4 separate regions of the Rattus norvegicus genome follow, and all the other regions are linked to region 4. Evidence: chromatin contacts called from public Hi-C data. All regions are on one chromosome and are shown on one strand. The core of a region is the stretch at or near the end of the contact, and the rest is flanking DNA. Distances in the headings are between cores, read along the strand shown. Region 1 has its middle 280 kb from the start of U2l1. Region 2 has its middle 130 kb from the start of Plekhg7. Region 3 has its middle 100 kb from the start of Plekhg7. Region 4 holds the start of Btg1 (BTG anti-proliferation factor 1).

What was found. A called contact is a pair of places that touch in the nucleus more often than the background predicts.
Region 1: a Hi-C map of liver shows a contact between it and region 4, with 5 times the contacts expected there. The contact joins the enhancer-like site here to the promoter of Btg1 in region 4. A contact is called at or near these places in 8 of 12 Hi-C or Micro-C datasets (the A7r5 cell line, Schwann cells, hepatocytes and 4 more).
Region 2: a Hi-C map of kidney shows a contact between it and region 4, with 2.4 times the contacts expected there. The contact joins the enhancer-like site here to the promoter of Btg1 in region 4. A contact is called at or near these places in 2 of 12 Hi-C or Micro-C datasets (the Rat2 cell line and kidney).
Region 3: a Hi-C map of Schwann cells shows a contact between it and region 4, with 10 times the contacts expected there. The contact joins the enhancer-like site here to the promoter of Btg1 in region 4. A contact is called at or near these places in 9 of 12 Hi-C or Micro-C datasets (the A7r5 cell line, the Rat2 cell line, Schwann cells and 6 more) and 1 of 1 datasets of contacts at active chromatin or transcription factors (oligodendrocytes).

What each region holds. Positions count from the first base shown.
Region 1 is chr7:33,554,187-33,557,406 of GRCr8, reverse strand. No RefSeq gene overlaps it. Among named protein-coding and RNA genes, the nearest start is that of U2l1, 280 kb to the left of the region's middle. Within about 2 kb of position 1,721, at least 4 of the 93 cell types and tissues checked have an H3K27ac peak or open chromatin away from gene starts, as enhancers often do. A contact at or near this core is called in hepatocytes and liver, where this site is marked.
Region 2 is chr7:32,823,417-32,826,446 of GRCr8, reverse strand. No RefSeq gene overlaps it. Among named protein-coding and RNA genes, the nearest start is that of Plekhg7, 130 kb to the right of the region's middle. Within about 2 kb of position 1,551, at least 10 of the 93 cell types and tissues checked have an H3K27ac peak or open chromatin away from gene starts, as enhancers often do. A contact at or near this core is called in kidney, where this site is marked.
Region 3 is chr7:32,793,478-32,796,676 of GRCr8, reverse strand. No RefSeq gene overlaps it. Among named protein-coding and RNA genes, the nearest start is that of Plekhg7, 100 kb to the right of the region's middle. Within about 2 kb of position 1,281, at least 15 of the 93 cell types and tissues checked have an H3K27ac peak or open chromatin away from gene starts, as enhancers often do. A contact at or near this core is called in the A7r5 cell line, Schwann cells and liver, where this site is marked.
Region 4 is chr7:33,226,420-33,229,812 of GRCr8, reverse strand. Btg1 (BTG anti-proliferation factor 1) reads right to left here and starts at 1,664. Exons shown (of 2, transcript NM_017258.2): 1 at 1,517-1,664; 2 at 1-720. The coding sequence starts at 1,664. The coding sequence ends at 353. It overlaps LOC102550725 (a long non-coding RNA gene), which reads left to right and starts at 2,188. Exons shown (of 3, transcript XR_005486879.2): 1 at 2,188-2,658; 2 at 3,385-3,393.

The DNA.
Region 1 (3,220 bases), core at 472-2,971, 330 kb before region 4:
GTTTCAGGTCCTTGTCACCTACTCTTGGCATTCTACAATAGCTTCCTAGCCGGTCCTCAGGCTTCCTGTCTTTCAGTTATGTCCAATTGTGCTTAACTATGTACCACAAGTGTCCCACCTGACATAGCCATGTCTAGACCTACTAGGACGCCTGCTGTTCTGCAGGGTGACCATGGCTGCCATGTTACTCTAAAGATCACTTGCAGCTCCCGTGGGCCATTTCCACTTGATTGCTGACACTACTATCTATCTCGTTTTGGCTGCATAATCTTCCCCAGCAACTCTGCCTGGAGCTGTTGTACTACAGACCAGAGCCAGATGAGTTGGTCTGGTTCCACTACCATGGATTGGATGCTTCTCCAGCCAAACATGTCCTGCTTTTCTAAGAAAAATCTCAGCACTTCTATCATTGAATTGGCTATTTTTTTTATGCCACGGGTGCTTGGTACTTGACACTCTTGTCTAATGTCCTTTCCTGCTTCCTACTGGCAGGATCACTTTTTCATTCTGTTTCTACAATAAGTCACTCTAGCCAAAGCCAACACAAAAGGAGAGGCTTTATTTCATCTTAAAGTTTTAAGTGGCAGTCTATCATTGTGGGTAGTAAAGGCAGGAACTGAAGTAGAAACAACAAACGAATGCCTGTTGCTTCACCCTCTGGCTCAGGCTCAACTAGCTGTTGTATGCATCCCAGGACCAGTTGCTTAGAGATGGTGCTCCTCATAACAGGCTGGGTCCTCCCATATAAATCATCCACTGGGACAATGTCCACCACAGACATGCTCACAGGCCAATCTGATCAAGGCAAAATTTCAATTGAGAATCCCCCTTCCCTCGGGAATCCAGGTTGTGTGTAGGTGACAAAACAAAACAACAACAACAACAACAACAACAACAACAACAACAAAAACTAATGAGGACATAAGGGGACATTGCTGAGACACAGTGATAATACAATGACACAAAAACTTATTGTATGTTCATTCCATGATGCTCTCCTGGGTACAATGTTGACCTATGTGAACCTGTTGAGTTGTGCATCTGTTTGTATTTGTTCGAGTTCAGATGTATGTGCATGTGAAAGACAAAGAACAGCCTCAGGTATTACACCTCAGGAGCTGTCCATTTTATGAGACAGTCTCTCACTGACCCGGGACTCACTGACTAGGTTAGGATGACTAGCTTATGAGCCTCAGGCATCCACCTGTCTCTGCCTCCCCAGCATTGGAATGCCAAGCCTGTACCACCACTCTGGGGTTCTTCATACGGATTCTTCTTCGGTCTCTATGCTGGCACTGCAGGCACCTTTCCCACTGAGCCTCTCTAGCTCTTTGCAGACTTCTTAAGGACAATTCATTTTCTTTCCTTTCAGTGTCTAACATAGAGCCCAACTCAAAACTTTCCGATTCCCATTCATAAGTAATCATAAATGAATTACATTGTTTGGAAAATGCCAAGTACATCAACCATCCTTGGATATAGTCAACAAGTACCAATTCCTTCACATTATAACACTTTACATCTTAAAATTTCAACTTAATCCCTGCCCTTGTGTCATGCTTTCAAATGACGTGGATCTGGCATAGTGATTGATCTCAGCCTTTTGCCATAAGAATAACAGCTTCCTGGGCAAGAGAAAGAACTTTAAAACTCGTTCTTCCAGTGGGGAGTGGTGAAGGGCAGAGTGATGCCAGCAAAAAAGTCCCATCATGTTTGGCATGCCCAATGTTTGCTGTACTTTCTGTCCTGTGTGCCGGAGCTTCTGTTTAACTGAGCTGAGGATTAAAGTATTGAACAAGCAAAGAATTGCTCAACTTCCCTGGATAGGCGGGTCTCATTCAGTATTTGACAGAAAACCTGTCATTTGAGTATGATATATATTTACTGGGGAAAAACAGGATGGCTTAGGCTCAAAGGTCTTTTCTGCTCACCTGCAATGGGAAACCCAGTGTCTCCCTTACCTTCAGGCGCTGAAGCCTGAAACACATTAAGTTTCCATCTCCTCCCCCTGGCCATTTGGATTTGAGCAGCCTCTAAAACAGTCCAGTAAACAGGCAGACAAGACTCCACTTGAGTCTGTTTATAACCTAAAGCTAAAGCATTTATGGAATCACAGACCAGGCTGGGGCATGTCATCTCTGCATTGAAAATCAAAGAATTGCAATTTAGAGGTAGAGGGGCGGGGTGGGGCAGGGCTGGGCTGGGCTGTGAAATCAAAATGGATACAGCTGGCTTTGCTTCTCAACATCTCTAGATGCGAGAAGGTCAGAAAGGCTGTGGGCACGCTCTGCAGTGGATCTGTGACAGGGCAGTGTGGCAGCAGGCCTATGTAAATTAAACAACTTAGCCAATATAGAAAACACATTTTCAGCAAGTAAATAATGCCATTTAAGGGATCCGATTGCTAAAGCAACCTCATTGCCTAACGGGAGGACACTCATCCTTTCACCAAATATTTACTGCCTAGCTCTGGGACTGGCAAGGCTGAGCACTGGTAAGCAATCACCTCTACCCTGAAGTTTTAAAGATTTTGCGATGAAATTTTACAATATTATAGAGAACGTGTTTTTCTTTCTTTGAGACAGGATCTCCTGTTTCCTGGACTGGCATTGACTTGGTTTAAAGCAGATGACCCTGAATCTCTGCCTTCCGGCGCACTCACACCCTCCTGAGTCTGGGGACGCCAGGCAGTGTCCTGAAACAGGTCTGGTTTATGGGGTCCTGGGCATCCATGCTATGTGCCAAGAAACCAGCCTCTTAACTGAGCTATATCCTTTGTGTGAAACATGCCATCTGCAGAAAATCAATCCATTTGTATGAAAGACCCAAAGACGGAAAAACTGCTTTTCTGTAGATACAGGTGCTGGAGCAAAGCACATAAATGTATTCCTAGACTAACCTGTGGTATCTGTGAACCACCCCATGCTAATACCTCTGTATACAAGGACATATACAGGAGCGCTAATGTTTTTAGCGCCTCAGTTACATCTGCTGAGTTTGGTCAGTGATCAAAGAAGACCACACTGTCTGAATTATATTCGCAAAGAGCACAACTACTCTACTGAAATGAGATTCCAGGCTTCAAGTCTTACATTTTTAATTGTCTGAATCAAGATGTATAAAGTTATGTGAGGTAAATGACAGGCATTTTCCCCCTGAATTCGGGCAGCTATGCCTGCCACTGTTCGATGCCAGCAAAAAAAAATCATTATTTTAATGT
Region 2 (3,030 bases), core at 302-2,801, 400 kb after region 4:
GCTACAGTGAGCATTTTCTGCAGGCATTATGAACATTTCCACTCAGACCCAAGGAAATCCTTGCTTAGCCTCAGCTGGGGATGTCTTTGTCACTCCCATGGGGCTGAGGCACTAAGGTCCTTGACATGGATGTGTCCACGTCAACAACACAAATTCACTCAGGACTTCCTTTGGCCTTTAGACAAGCCGGCAGAGGCTAGACCGGGGATTCTCAACCTTCCTAGTGGGGCGACCCTTTAATACAGTTCCTTGTGTTGTGGTGACCCTCAATCATCAAATTATTCTTGCTGCTACTTCATAGCTGTAATTTTGCTACTGCTAGGAATCATAATGAAAATATTTGATATGAAGTAGAGCTGATATGCAACCTGCAAAGGGGTGTTGGCCCACAGGTTGAGAACCACTGTTTAGACATGCCCTTTTTTTCTTTTCATCTTCCCAGAAGCACTTCTGCCCCGCTCCTTAGCTGAGGTGCTGTTATGCCCCCCGAAGACAGCTCACTTCATTGGTTGCCTCTGAGGGTAAGCCTTGATGCTGTAAGGCCTTCTCTCTTCACTGTCCTCTAAATCTGTCAGACACAAGCTGACTTCCTCTTTTCCCTCCCTCTTGAAAACCCTCTCCTCTGAATTAAAGCTGATATTTATCTCATTCATCTAAAATCACCATTGATTTTAGATTTATTTGTTTTACAGTATGTTCGTGACTCTTTGGCCAGCATGTACATATATGCTCAACACATGTGTGCCTGGGCACCTGCAGAGGTCGGAAGATTAAGTCAAATCTTCCAGAGCTGGAGTGACAGGGAGGTGTTATGAGCCACAGTGTGGGTGCTGAGAACTGAAGCCAGGTCTTCTGCAAGAGCAACATTGGATCTTCTCTAGCCAATTCATTATTTTTTTATACATATCTCACTAATTCATTCAATAAAATATACATTGTCCTCTCTCCTCAAATATGAAAGGGCAGAAAGCATGATGCCTATTTCTTCTGTGTCTCCCAAATGATTACAGTGAAAATTTTATTTAGTGTAGGTTTGCGCCACCAATAGAAAAATGATACCATTACAGCCTACATTCGTTATCCAAATGGTCCTTCTTGTTTATTTCCCCAGTGTTCGCCCTCAGTCAAATTAACCTTCAAAGGCTGTTTAATTTTGTTGCCTCTAACGAGACTCTAGCATTAGACTTTCCACTCTTTCTATACATAGACTATGGAAAGTATGTATCTATACATTAGTAGGCCTGTGTACATGTGTGAAAAATGTTGTTTTGATAAAGCAAGGTACATTGAATAAAAATCCACTGCAGTTTGTGTAAAGCAAGCACCCAGTACCACATTACTGTCATAGTAACCGACAACTTCTCCGGGGACGTGAGCAACATTCTCAGGCCACTGCTCAGCCAGATGTGCTGACAGCCTTGGGAAAGGCTTTAATTGCAGTCCTAAAGTAATCTCTGCCCCTTTTCCCATTGGACCGCTTGTTTATAGTCTGAAGTGGCTGAGCTGGTTCTGCAGGTTTTTCTAGTCCCTTCTCTGGGCTCAGAGCAAGAGTCCCAGGTTCAGTCAAGTGTAAATAATACCCTCCCCAAGGTCACTCTGGAGTGACTGCACAGCCATGGGAGGCAGAGGGATTAGGTTTCTGGATTGGACAAATGAGAGGAACACACTGCATCTATGCCAAGCCATGTGTTTGCACAGAACAAAAAGTGATGAGAAAATAACAAATTGAGAATCATGTTTGAACTTGATCACTTCCAGGGTTTTTTTTTGTTTGTTTGTTTTTGTTTTTTTGGTTTTTTTTTTTTTGCAAAACGCAAGATTGACTTTCTGGGGGGTGGGGGGACGACTTCTGGTCTTTGCTGTATGCCAATGTCCCAAACCCCTAAACTCTGCCATTGGGTAAACTTATGAAGTTACAAAGAGAGCAAGTATGATCAGTAGACTCCATATTAACAACACACACTTAGGGAGGCGATGAGCCACATTGTCATGAAAGAAACAGGAAACTGGGCTGGGCAGGCACAGGATCCAGATATTCCATTCACTAATAAGTCTTGAGTACTTTGCCAGCACCTGTCATGTGCGCAAGCTTGCAGTCTGGGGGGAAGATATACATGTGTCTGTTAGCAGAATATGATGAAGAAGTCAAATAAACCATACACATAGAAAGAATGACAGCTCAACTCTTCCCATCTTCAATTGCTCAAGCCCATTATCTAAAATGATGAAACAAATGTAGAAATGAATGGAGGTTTTTATTAGTTTGTTTGTTTGTTCGTTCTTTGCTTTTTTGTTTTTTGTTTTGTTTTGTTTTGTTTTGTTTTTACAAAGCTACTGTTATGGGCTGGGGAGATGGCCCTGCAGCTAAGAGCACACACTGCTCTTACACAGGACCTGAGTTCAGCTTCCAGAAGCGATGGCCGGGGGCTCGCAAGGGGGATTTGATGCCCCATTCCAGCCTTCGAGGGTACTGCATTTATACGAATATGCACAGGCACGAACACATACACCCACACATCTTTTTTTAAAAAGTAAGCTATTATTCCTTAAAAAACAAGGAATCCAATGGGAATAGGGGCAGACATTACTTTAGGACTGCAACTAAAGCTGTCTTTCCCAAGCTCAGCACTGCAGTGACCTGAGAATGTGTCTCACATCCCAGGAGAGGTTCCCAGTTACTACACCAGTAGCATAGCACTGGGAGCTTGCTTTATACAACACCGTAGCTAAGATAATAGTGCAAAACCTCCCAATGCTTTTGTAGATCCATCCAACTAGAATTCCTGGGCTGGGGGGTCCTTACACCACCTGTATATTTAACAAGTTCTTAAGATAGTTCTTAGGCATAGTTCTTAAGATAGTTCTTAGGCAGTTCGTTCTGAGAGGGTCTTCATTGAGTATCCAAGTTTGGAAATCAGGCTCTAAACAGACTATAACACAGGGATTCATAATCACATAGACAACTGTCATTCAGTTCCCATATATCTGTGATTCTTCACAGCCAAGTCAACACTAAGAACCCAGAAAGTG
Region 3 (3,199 bases), core at 32-2,531, 430 kb after region 4:
ATTGTTAGAGTGCGTGGTTCTCATCTATACTTCGATTAATTTTTTTTAATAATTGCTATAAAAATACAAAAGTACCTCAATTCCACTACAAAATATATTTAAATTTTTTCTTTCTTTTTTTTTTTTTTTCTTTTTTTCCGGAGCTGGGGACCGAACCCAGGTCCTTGCGCTTGCTAGGCAAGTGCTCTACCACTGAGCTAAATCCCCAGCCCCCACTACAAAATATATAATTCAATATTATAAACGATGTATATGCAACTCTCAAGAAAATATTCCACAATGGATTGAAAGCTGAACGTGACTTGCTTTATTTTCGTGAACAGCCACTGACTAATTCCAAAATGCTCAAACCCAGTGAGAGGAAAAGTGTCTTTCCACCCTTCCATCCCAAGACATCTAAGCTCATCGATTACAGGGTGCAGGGAATGCCTGATTGCTTTATGATGTCATCAGCTGCTACAGAAATTATTCATGACGCCCCTGCAGCGAGCTGAGCTACTCTGGTGCGGATACCTCCAGAATCCGACACCCTAACGAAGCACTTGTGATATTTAGATGCCGAGTGACTCCACACCAGTGCCTTCGCTCACGTTCAAAACATATATATTTTCCACCGGGAACTACAAGTGTATTTGCAACGAACATTTCTCCAAGCAACAAAGGAAATGTTCTGCAAAATGATGCTGAAACACTACCACCCAGGCTGGCCTTCTCACCAGCATCTTGCTGGTCAAATAGCTGGCCTGCCTGTGACTCAGAGACTGTTCACACTGGAAAGACAAAGCCGAGACTTCTGCTTAAACGCGCAAACAGTGCCCTCTGCTGGCAGAGATGGGATGTTAATTGCAGAAGAACTTAAGTCACAACAGGGAAAGGAGGAGGCGGGGGAGGGGAAGAGGAAGTGGGGGGAGGGGAGAGGAGGGAAAGGGGGTGGATGGAGAAGGAAATGAGACAAACAGGAGAGAGAGAGAGAGAGAGAGAGAGAGAGAGAGAGAGAGAGAGAGAGAGAGAGAGAGAGGGGAGAGAGAGAGAGAGAGAGAGAGAGAGAGAGAGAGAGAGAGAGAGAGAAAAGAACAGTGGGTTTTAGTCCTTTTTAAGGAAAGAAATGTTTGAAGCATACCACATACAAGACTCCAATATACTTCCTTAAATCCTAAAGTAACACTTGGCCCTGCCAGAAGCCCGCGCTAAGGAATGGTTTTACAGTGGCCATTCTTTGCCTGACTAAGTTATTCATTCAGCACAAGCCTCCCCTGGGGGTGTCCCAGTGCTCTGAATATGTGACAGACTCACTCAGAAGATATGAACTGTACCAAACAAAAATGTTACCTTAGGTCACAGACCAGGGCTCGTACAGGATCCCAGAAAGTCCCAGGCTGTTCGACATGTTTGTAAATGCTTGGGAAAATCTCAATGTTGTTTTGTTCTTCTTCTTCTTCTTCTTTTTTTTTTTTTCTGTTTCTGCTTTGACATAAGTGGTTGTTTGAAGGCAGCAAAATATATGCTATAGATACCCACATATTTTATAAATATACATATATATAATATGAAAGTCAGTATTTCTAATAACTTTCATTAAAAAGCAGCTTCCCACACCACTACAGTACTGGGATGAACAATGTAAAAATGTTCTCTTGTCACTAGGCCTTTGCACTGGTGAATACTGTGCCCATATTTAAATATGTTACAAAGCCAGCTTCTTAAACTGAAATGACCCCCACTACAGGGTCACTTAACTGAAGGTGACCGCTCCAAAGAGAGTGACAATAGCAGAAAACTCCTGAATGTGCGATGACCAAAGATAAACTCAACCTAAATTGTGTAACAGTTCCAAAGTGCTTCGGTCTAGGCTCACCTGTGTTACCCTGCACAGCTGTGTGGCCCCAGCTTGAGACACGCCTGTGCCCTGTATATGCCATCACTCCTCCCATCCACTATCCAGAGACATCATGCTCAGACACATGGCAGGCTACGGACTACGCAGTGTGTTTACTTTACACACAGTAGCTTTGTGCTCTTCTAGAAGTGTAGCAGCTTAATTATAGAAAACGGAGATGTTCCATCAACTTGCCTCAACCAGGAAGTGTCTCATGAGGATCATGTTGTGTTCGAACATTTGATTGTGAGGATTGCTATCCAAGTTAGCAGTGAGCGCCTAAACAATACTGATAAATTAGTTACTTTTAGCTTGTGTCTCAGACAGGACTTCCAACAAGCTTGACAACGGGTCTTACATACACTTCTCTGTTTCAGATTGTATATTGACGGAACATGGCCTTCTCAGCATTGGTAACTATAAAACTCAAAAGTATCAATCAGTTCTTTAAAACATGGAGCCTCCATGTCCTGGCATATTAACTATTCAGGCGAGGAACAACTCTTGTCATATTTACTAGTATAACTCTACAACTTCCTCTGCTGCTGACTTCATTGTCATTGTCCTGTGTCCCCGTGCGCCCATATGTTTGCTACACTTTCCATAAAGCACATCCAAAACCAAAACGTGTATCTATCCCTTTATCTAAAGACTCTCTTTTACTGTGAAGGCAGTGCCCATATCACAGAATAAAAAGTCTTGGTGACTGATTCTCGAATGCGAGTAACAACTTTAACTCTACTTGGGTGTAACCAGACATCCTTAGTGGCTATCAGGTATGCCAGGAGATTTGAGCTTCGGGAAGAAAGTTACAGGTTGCGTCCCTCATAGCTCATCAGGGTCATCCATGTTGGCAAAGTCACTGGCCTTCTCAGAGTTTGCCTCCCTACTTAAAAAAATAAGGCCTCAAGGATCTATACTGAGGACTAAAGATGATACGACTTAATCCTTACACAAGAGTGATGTGTCATAGGTGTTCAGTAAGCATTTGTTGACATCCTGACCTACAAAAGCACTCGAGTCACTGTGACTTGTTAACCTCCCCTCCATCTTCGCCTTTGTGACTTGGCAGATCTGACCCCACAGAGTCCACTCTGGTGCTTGGATCTCAGACGACCTTCTCCCACCAACCTCAGTGACAACTGGACACAATGTCTGCACTCTGTCTAGGAGAGAGATCAGGCCTAGAAGGGTTATACAACCCGATGTTTTAATCATGGCATTTGATTTTAGGTCAGAAAGATTTATTCCTGACTGATACCTTCCCGATCAGGTAACTGACCTTAATAAACCCCCCAGAGAAAGCTTATCTCTAGCCCCACA
Region 4 (3,393 bases), core at 415-2,914:
GGTTGACTGACTGCAAAAGAGGGTTCTTTGAAATACAGAATTTCCTTAAAGGGACTGGTGTGACAAATTGGGTATAAGGTCTGGGAGAAACTGAAACCACCCTGCGACTTCACTCCCTACCAAATAAAGTGATCCTTTACTTGGACTCACAGGCTACTTAAATCACTTAAAGGTACTGTCCAAACTATGGCACTGTCACTTTAAAAAAAAAAATTATTACCACTCTATCTTGTGCCAGATCTTCACAGCTGTGACATGGTTATTCCATAATCCATCCCCAAGAGGAGCCCACCCAAAGCAAAAAATCAAATCTATCCATCCATTATAAGATGATCCATCCATAGACTATATCTTAACCTGATACAGTCATCATATTGTAGTTTTTGGAAGGGCTTGTTCTGCCCAAGAGAAGTTCCTCCTTACAGCTGATTCTGCTGTCTACCATTTGCACGTTGGTGCTGTTTTGAGAGCTACCTCCCGCTGGTGAGGCTTCATACAGCACACAGATGGAGCCATCCTCTCCAATCCTGTAGGACACTTCGTAGGGGTCAACCCAGAGTGTGAGTTCACTTGGGAGAAGCCTGAACAACTCTTGACTGCTCAGTCCAATCCGCTGGGCTGCCTGTCCAATCAGAGGATCCATCTTATGGTTGATGCGAATACAACGGTAACCTGATCCCTTGCACGGCTTTTCTGGGAACCAGTGATGTTTGTAATGCTCTGTGGAAGGAAAGAACAGAAACAATGCTTAGAACCGTAGTAACCTAAGCCGTACTGTACTGTTACTTTCCTCCTCCTGTCAGCTTCTTGGAGAAGCGAAAACCAAAACCACCAACTTTTACAAATGTCCGGGACTGAATTCGCTCTTGCGAGACCGAATGGAGAAAAGCGCAGTGTGGCAAACACTGTCCGGGTACTGACCGGTTGAGCCGCCAAAACAGGAATCGCGCGCGCAGCCCGGGATGGCCAACTAGCTAGAAGGCACAGGCGACCGGGCGGGAACCTGTTTACTTTCTCCACCCCAACGGGGTCGCATACAATAGACTTTATGGCTTTAGTGGGGGTTAAGAGTAAGACAACGCCACTATGGTCAGTTAACCCCAAAGGAAAGAAAACCAAGAAACTCTAAACCAAGATCTGGGCTGGGTTGTAATTGTACCGGTGACAAATCCGATGATTAATGGGCAAGAGGCATAGGAGGTGCGGAGCCCTGGCACGTCCGTCCCGGGCCGGGTCGGGTCAGAGGAACGGCGGCGACAAGCCACTCAGGAGCTCAGCCGCCGACCCTCGCAACGGTCGCGGCGACCTGGCAGAGGGGACTGACCGGACTCCGGGCCCTGGGTCTTTTGTTCCCCGCCACCCGCCGGTAGCCGTCGGGGCGCAGCTCCGCGTCGCACCGCTTCGGATCCTTTGTTGTGCGTGTCGCGGCGCCCTGCCGCCCAGCCCCCCCCCCCCCAGCCACGACCGGGACGCGCCCGTTAGTGGCGACCCGCGACGGGTCCCGTGACCCGCTCACCTGCCAGCAGTTCCTGCAGGCTCTGGCTGAAAGTCTGCAGCTGTCGCTCGCTCGTGAGCCCCTTGGTGCGGAGGAACTTGGAGATGAAGGACACCGCGGCGGCGATCTCGCCTATCATGGTGGCGGCCCGAGTGTAGAAGGGATGCATGGGGGCGGCGGCCGGGGGTGGCCCGGGGCGGCCGGGGCTCGGCCCCGACGGCGGAGCGGCCACCCCGGGCTCCCGCCCAGACCCGACGGCCGAGAGGAAGCGAGGGCGCGAGGCGCGGACGGCTACTGGTTCTAGGGGATTTTTTTTCTTTCCTTTAGAGTAAAAAAGTTATTTTCAAGCCAGGAGGCGGCAGGAGAGACAGAGAGAGACGAGCGATGGCGGCCTGGTCACATCGCTCGGACCTCCCCAGCCGCCTCCGCCTCCAGCTCGGTAGCCTCCGAGGATCCCAAGAGTTGCATTTCCAGCTCCGAGGGGCGAAGAGCTGCCGCCGCCGTGCAGCTCATTTTATAGTGCTGCGGAAAGGAAGTGGCGTACCTGGAGCGTGAGGGAGGACGCCAGCCAATCCGGAGATCGCACCATTGTGACGCAGGCAGATTCGGAGCCGGAGGGGGCGGGAGAAGGGCCGCCAGGGGGCGTGCCCAGAGGCCGGGAAGAGAGGGAGGAGCTGACGTAATCTGCTTGTAAACAAATAAACCCCGAGTGGCAGCCTGAGACGCAGGAGCGGTGGAGGGTGGAGAGAGAGGCCGAGGAGGCGCGTGTGAAAGCTCCGCCCCCAAGATAACTCCGCCTCGGACCCTGGCCAGTGGGGACCCGGCAGTCCGGGTCCCCGCTTCTGGTCTGGGATTCTAGACTCAATTATGGTGGTGTGTCCGGATCGGCAGGACCGGGGTTCGGTCTCCGCAGCCCCTGCCCCGTGCGTACCCCATTTTACATCTGATTCCAGCTCCAGACGGCTTGGCTGGCAGCTCTGGAAGGAGGAGCGTGCGGCGGCAGAGTCTGGGGCTCCGGTGAATGCGGGGAATGGAAGGACCGGCTCCCAGGAGCTATCCTGCTGCTTAATCCGAGCCATTACCCTAAGGGGCTGCAGACACCCGGGAACCCACTGCTCCGGGAAAGGTGGAAATGTGTCTGTAAAAGTTTAATTGGCAAACAGGTAGTAAGTAAGGCCGGTGTGGCTGTTATTTCAGAAGAAAATATAACAGAATCTGTTCAAAACAAAACAAGGAAGGTGGTTTTTGAAAATAATATGTATTTTATGCATATGTACTATACACACAACCAAATTTGTTTTTTATTAAATTTTTGTAGTTCAAGTAATGTCAGAACTTTAAAGTTGTGCTGCTATTAAGACAGACGAAAAATAAAACTTGAACCTTGTTCAGAATGTTAAACCTAGACACCCTCATTCACTGGCAAAGTTGCTTGAAAACAGCCTGGAAAGAAGGAAGGCATGAGCCTGCTAAAACTATTAGGCCCAAAATAGGGTTAACCCAACTCTATTAAAGTAGGAGAGGGGAGAGGGAGGAAAAAACTGAAGTCCAGGCAGGAAGAAAAAAGCAAACAAGAGTCAGAAGTTGAACTCTACCAGATGGAAATAGATATTTTAGAGTTTAGTTGGTCAACAGTTGCCATACCACTTAAAGATATATGGAGCTAGCCAGAGAGGAGAAGCAAGAGGATTGGTTACTGAGCTTGATTTGAAAAGGTGATTAAGACATTATTTCTTATTAATATACAATACTTAGTAGCCGTGCATTCTGAATCAGTCCTCTGAAGATAATGTTGTAGAAAGCACTAAGTCGTGAAAGTATTGATTTTCTTTGATAATAAAGTGAGACAACAAGTAACATCTTTTTTTTTTTCCCCTGTGAATCGTCAGGACTTCCTG